2 separate regions of the Rattus norvegicus genome follow, and region 1 is linked to region 2. The links are chromatin contacts, called in public Hi-C maps. All regions are on one chromosome and are shown on one strand. The core of a region is the stretch at or near the end of the contact, and the rest is flanking DNA. Distances in the headings are between cores, read along the strand shown. Region 1 overlaps Spred2 (sprouty-related, EVH1 domain containing 2). Region 2 has its middle 110 kb from the start of Spred2.

Region 1 (2,839 bases), core at 44-2,543, 190 kb after region 2:
CTCTGCACCCCAGAGGGGGGTGGGGTTCCTACAGTGTAAGCAGGACCTCTTGGCCTAATTGCTTGGGTGAAAGTCAGAGTTCTTGGTATTTTAGATTCCGCTTTATATTTGTTACCATATTTTAGATGCCATTTTATATTTGGGGGCTCTATTTCTGAAAACTTACCCTGTATGATTAAATAAGAAAGACACTGAGGATAAAAGCTGTCAGCCTTGTGGTAGAACCGTACGGTGGTGAGTCAGAAGCTCTGCAAGGCACCCGTTACCAGGAGTGGGGTTGGAAACCGAGGGATGGACGCAGTGAAGTGGGCAAGAGGCCTGCTTTTTCTCAGAATGGCTCTGTGCCTCGGCACTGAGTCCCAGCTGAAAGACTGGGCCGCTCAAGTGCACAGACCTTTTATTCCCAGACACCGGGGAAGGGCAATTTCATAGATGACTCTTGAGTTCCTTTTTGTGGTCGGCCTCACTGATCAGAAATATCTCCGGGCAAGCCTTTTTCTGAAGTGATCTGCCGGCATTCGGAACACCATTTTTCTTGTGAAGCCAAAGGGTTAGTGTTGAGAAAGGGACCCGAATGCTTCACAGCAGCTTCTGAGAGAAGAGTGACAACTGCCCTCCCAGACGGGGGCCCCCTGCCAGAAATGGTGTCTTTGCAACTAAATCTTCTATCCAACAGGAGGTTTTCGTTAAAGCTGTTTTCCATAATGAGCTACCAACCAGACATGTAGTACCCACTTAAAGGAATGACTCCGAAAGCCTTATTTCCTATGCATTTAAGCATGCAGAGCAAATGTTCTCTCCCTTGGATGCCGCAGAATACCCCATAACTACCATTCAGAAAACCACACGGGTAACTGTTCTAGCCCATCGAGTTCAGAATACATGATTTATTTTTAAACCAAGGCAGTCATCGTTTATGACGTTTTAAGTAATTGTGGCTCAAGAGGAGCGCTTGAAAAAGCGACAGGAGTGGACTGTGACCAGCACCTTCGGCTTCTCAACATGTTTGACCTTGCCATGGCATGTCGATGGTTGATTTTACAGAGCTCGCTAGGCGCAGAACACAGCACACACATATATGGGCAATTTGGTGAAATCTAAGCACCTTTATAAACCTGTAGGCACCAAGAGGCCTGGGGCACGGGTGCGTGAGTAAAATGAAGCGAGTGTGTGCTGAGCTCCAGGAGAAGCTCAGGAAGCAGGAATTCAAGCAAGAGGACCTGGGACCTAGCTAATCCCTCTCTAGGTCTGGTGGAGTGGTGGAGAGCCTGGAAGGAAGCAAACCCGACGTTAGGCATGATGGAGAGATAAAGAAGCCATGTGATCCGATAAGAGCCGCCCGCCAGCCGTGGGGTGTGCTGGGAAGGATTTATGGTGCTATGAAATTGGCTCCCTCCCTGAAGGAGGTGGGGGAGGGAGGCAGAGAGTCACAGATGGCAGACAGAACCCTTTCCTCTGCAGGTGAGCCTGCAGCGCCATCCATCCCGGGTTTTATGACCTTGTCTGCTGCTGAGGCTGCACCCACTACGCTGTCCCCTCAGGTGCCTGGCAGCCGGCAGAGCCTTCCCTCTGCAGACTTACTCTTCAGGGTGCAGGAGTGCTGTGGTTTAGGGACACACCTTTGGTATTAAAGTCAGCCTGCCAGCAAAAACAAGCCACAGAGTCTCTGACAAGTGGCCTTCATCGTGCCTTACTTCAGGGTAGACTCTGCCTTCCTTTTGTAAAGAAAATGAAAATCACAATGAAATGTTCTCGGCAGCCGAGGAGGTGGGCCAGGGCTGAGCAGGGCAGTCAGGAGCACACATCCTCCATAAGATGGGGAACATGGAGGCTCTCCACAGCTTCCCTCAGTTCCTCGGTTTACTTCTGGGATGCGGCCTGCTTCGAGTTGAATGAAAATGTCACCGCAGTTTTGGAATTACTTTCCGTGCGATTACGTCTACCTGTATGCACGTGCAAATACATCTTCATGTGTAACCTGCATGTGTAACCTGTGACCCTTCATTCAGGTTACGCATTAAGGAAAAGGAAGTCCCAGCATTCTGACCCTGCCGTAGGATCTTACCTGCCTCCTTTTGATTTTGAGTGGTTATAGGACAAATTAGTCAGCCATGTTAGGGACCAAAAAGTGCTTTTCCTTGAAGAAAGCACATTTAAATGAAAAGGTCCCCAGTCCAGCCAGTTTGGCTCAAGTGGTTGTCACCTAATGTCATTTATTGGTAATGACATTGGCTCTTCAGGTTAGTTCACATTCTGACCTGGGCTTCATTCAGTTGATGTCGGGGCCACATCCAAAGTTTGCTAGTTTGGGGAGGTTTTGTTTTGTTTTGTTTGATTTTTTTTAAATAGGAGAGAGAGAGGGAGGGAGAGAGAGAGAGAGAGAGAGAGAGAGAGAATTTTTAAGTGGACCTGTCCTTTACCTTCCTATTGCACAGCCCTGAATAATAAACCCCTCACCACTCACTGTTGAATTAGTTTTACAAAGAAGGGAAGGAGAAAGGTCAGGGAGTTCCCTCTGTACTGTTGGATTTTGAGCAGCTGGTTGACTGTAGAAGCCTGCTCAGTGTGTGGGGTGGCCAAGGAACCTTGGTGGGCCACAGATAGGAAGTAGTTGGCTCCTGACATTACAGATGAATACCCAGACGTCATGCATGCTCATGTCTGCTTTTAAGCCCCTACCTCCCTGCCCTCCCGTGAAGGAAGGCACTTGGTAGGAGTAATCAAGTTGGAAGGCTATAGGCCTGAGAGTGCAGAGCACACAGTCTGCAGCCTGGGAACAAGGAGCTGGGTACTTTTTTTTTTTTTAAATCTCTAATAAATGTATACTTAATGTGGCACT
Region 2 (2,807 bases), core at 291-2,790:
TGGTTTTCATCTACACATTACCGTACTTACTGTACCATTTGCTTTCTTTAAACACATTCGTTCATAATTCCATTAAACACATCAGAGAGCTGACAACGATCAGCCCCTTCTGCCTCTGCCTTGTGAAGCAGTCTCTCCTCTCTCCACCCTTTTCTTTCTTTCTTTGTTTTGGTTTTGTTTTAAGCCTGCTGTTGGAAGTTGATCTCACCTTGGTTGCCTTGGCGCTCTGCTTCCTGCTTCTGATCGCCCACTCCCTCCGGCCCCTACTGACAGGCCTGCCTCATTATCCACTGAAATTGCTGGCACGGGATGTCCCTTGTAATGTTAGGAGCTGCAGGGCTCTGAACACTCAGGGTCTCTCTGATGACCACATGACGTTTGCAACTACTGTCCTTCCTTCTCACCATTCTCACTCAAGGCACCAGTCCTCAAGCTCCCGGGCTTCACTGACAACTGTGGGCGGGCAGATGCAGAGCGGGCCTGGGATACGCCCACCTGCTCGCTGTTCTGCAGACATCCAAGAGGAGCAAGCAGAACGCCGTCTGCCCTCTGCCGTCTGCCGTCTGCCCTCTGCCCTCTGCCCTCTGCCCTCTGCCCTCTGCCCTCTGCATACAGACAGGGTCCTTCCTGCCCACATCTAAGAAGGATGCAGTATTTCCCTAGACTGTCCTTTCTCATTCTTGAAACTCAGCCCAGAATTTCATCATGTGGGAAGCTTTCTCTGAAGCCCCAGGGTCAAGCAGGGGATCCAAGACACAGCTGCCACATGGAGGCCGGGAGCTCAAGTGAGCCAATGAAATGGTAAAAAAACAAAACGTGACTCCAGGTGGCTGCAGGCTAGAGGTTTCTGAGTTGACCTCCAGGTATCAGCTTCTTCAAAGGTGGCCAGTCAGTCTCCAGCAGGGCCTCTCCCTCCACCTGCTCAAACCTGCCTGCCGGTCATCTGGCTTCCTCCACACCTCCTCATTCCCCATTCCCCTGCCCACGGAGCTTAGCCCCTAAACGCCCTCCTCTCAGCCACCTCCTTCTCTCCGGCATTCATGCACCTCTCCGCCTGTGTGCGCATGATCCAACACTGGCATCCGCCCACCCCGAAGGAGCGCCCTCCTCTGCCTGGAGGCTCGCAGGCCAGCACCATGGTGGCATTTAGGGAGGGAGAAGCTGGGAAAGGCGCCTACAGCCTCAGGAAGAAGGCATTCTGGATTGACATACCCAAAGCATCACCGGGGAGCACAGGTCCCCCTTCCCCGTTGGACCAGTGTGCTGGGAAGGACTGATCATCCTCCAGGGTGTAACACACAGGCAGGGTGGCCTCTGCTCACAGTGAACTAGAGCGTTCTGCATACTCACAGTACCACTTCCTCTAGAAAGTCTCATCTCCCACAGAGCATTAGCAGAACCAAGGCAGAGGTACTTCATGGTGCCTGGGGGACCGACTCAAGAGGAGCTTTCTGGATTAAGTGACTCCCACACTACGGGAGGCAGTTGGACCTCCGAGACTCACGAGTGTGGCCATCAGGAGCTGTCCCAGTATTTAGAAATGGTTCTGCCTCTTTACCGTCAAAACAAAGGAGCATGACCCAGTCGTAGCACACACCCGTAAATCCAGCACTCAAAAGCTACAGGTAGTAGGGTCAGGTCAAGGTCATCTTCAACTACCCACCCAGTTTGAGACCACCCTGGACTACTTGAGACCAGGTATTGCAAAGAAAACTAAAACAAAAACAACCTAGAGACCACAAAAGAGAATGTCAGATGGGTGAGCAAAAAACAGACAAACAGACAAAAACACGCTGCACCTCTCTGGTGACGTCATCACTAGTCCTGCAGAGCACAGCTCCGTGGGCCTCAAGCATCTGAGAGAAAAGGCCTGAAGCCGCAACCAATGTCCCTGAGTACACAGCCACTTCGATTTGGCAGAGAGAGGCCTGGAAACCCTCTGGGGCTGGTGGATGGCTTAAGTGGAATGAACACCTGACAGGAAATGAGCCCGAGACACCACGGGGTCCCATGGCCCTGCTCTGGCAACCCCGGGATTCTAAGGTGGGGCCAGGCTCTACTGGGGATCCCCGGTCCGGGGAACTCTGGCCCTGGCCTTTGCATCTTCCAATTGTGAGACGACAGAGGGAGAAGAAAGATCCCTATGGGGTTTGGTTTTCGGAATGTCCCCTCACAGGAACGTTTACTGTGGTTGAGCTGAACAAGTGGCTGATGCTTGTTGGTTCCTTACCTGCACATTCCGTTGGTTATGCATCTTACAACCACCCTCCAGTGGACTTTTTACCTTATCCGGCAAAATGCGACACTTCCTCAGACTCTGCTGTACAGACCACATTGCTTGGGTCTGTAAAGTTCAGCTTCGGGAGTTTACACTTTTCTTCCCGTGTCTTCTCCCTGATGTCCACGAGAGGGAGCCAGCACGCCTGTCTTGTGGCGCTGGCTCTCAAACGCAAAAACCCAGTATTTGCAGAATTCTAGTGAACAAAGATTCTGGAGGACCCTGGGATTTTTGGCAACATGTTTTAACACAGTAGAACTTTGGCAAACATGAGAAGACTTTCAGATCTTTGCTGTCTTGGTTTTCTGGTGTGTGTGTGTGTGTGTGTGTGTGTGTGTGTGTGTGTGTGTGTTGGGGGCGAGGTTGTTGGCGACGATGCTTGGTTTGTTTTTAGTTTTTTTCTCTTTTTTTTTTTTAAAGATTTATTTATTCATTTATTATATATAAGTACACTGTAGCTGTCTTCAGACACACCAGAAGAGGGCATCGGGTCTCCTTACAGATGTTTGTGAGCCACCATGTGGTTGCT

Evidence for each region. Hi-C and Micro-C count contacts between places; a contact is called where the count stands out from the background.
Region 1: a contact with region 2 is called in a Hi-C map of mammary epithelial cells, with 3 times the contacts expected there. The contact joins two enhancer-like sites. A contact is called at or near these places in 5 of 12 Hi-C or Micro-C datasets (the A7r5 cell line, the Rat2 cell line, frontal cortex and 2 more).

What each region holds. Positions count from the first base shown.
Region 1 is chr14:98,420,663-98,423,501 of GRCr8, forward strand. All of the region lies in intron 1 of Spred2 (sprouty-related, EVH1 domain containing 2), which reads left to right. Among named protein-coding and RNA genes, the nearest start is that of Trnap-agg79, 41 kb to the right of the region's middle. Within about 2 kb of position 1,294, at least 5 of the 93 cell types and tissues checked have an H3K27ac peak or open chromatin away from gene starts, as enhancers often do.
Region 2 is chr14:98,235,176-98,237,982 of GRCr8, forward strand. No RefSeq gene overlaps it. Among named protein-coding and RNA genes, the nearest start is that of Spred2, 110 kb to the right of the region's middle. Within about 2 kb of position 1,541, at least 8 of the 93 cell types and tissues checked have an H3K27ac peak or open chromatin away from gene starts, as enhancers often do.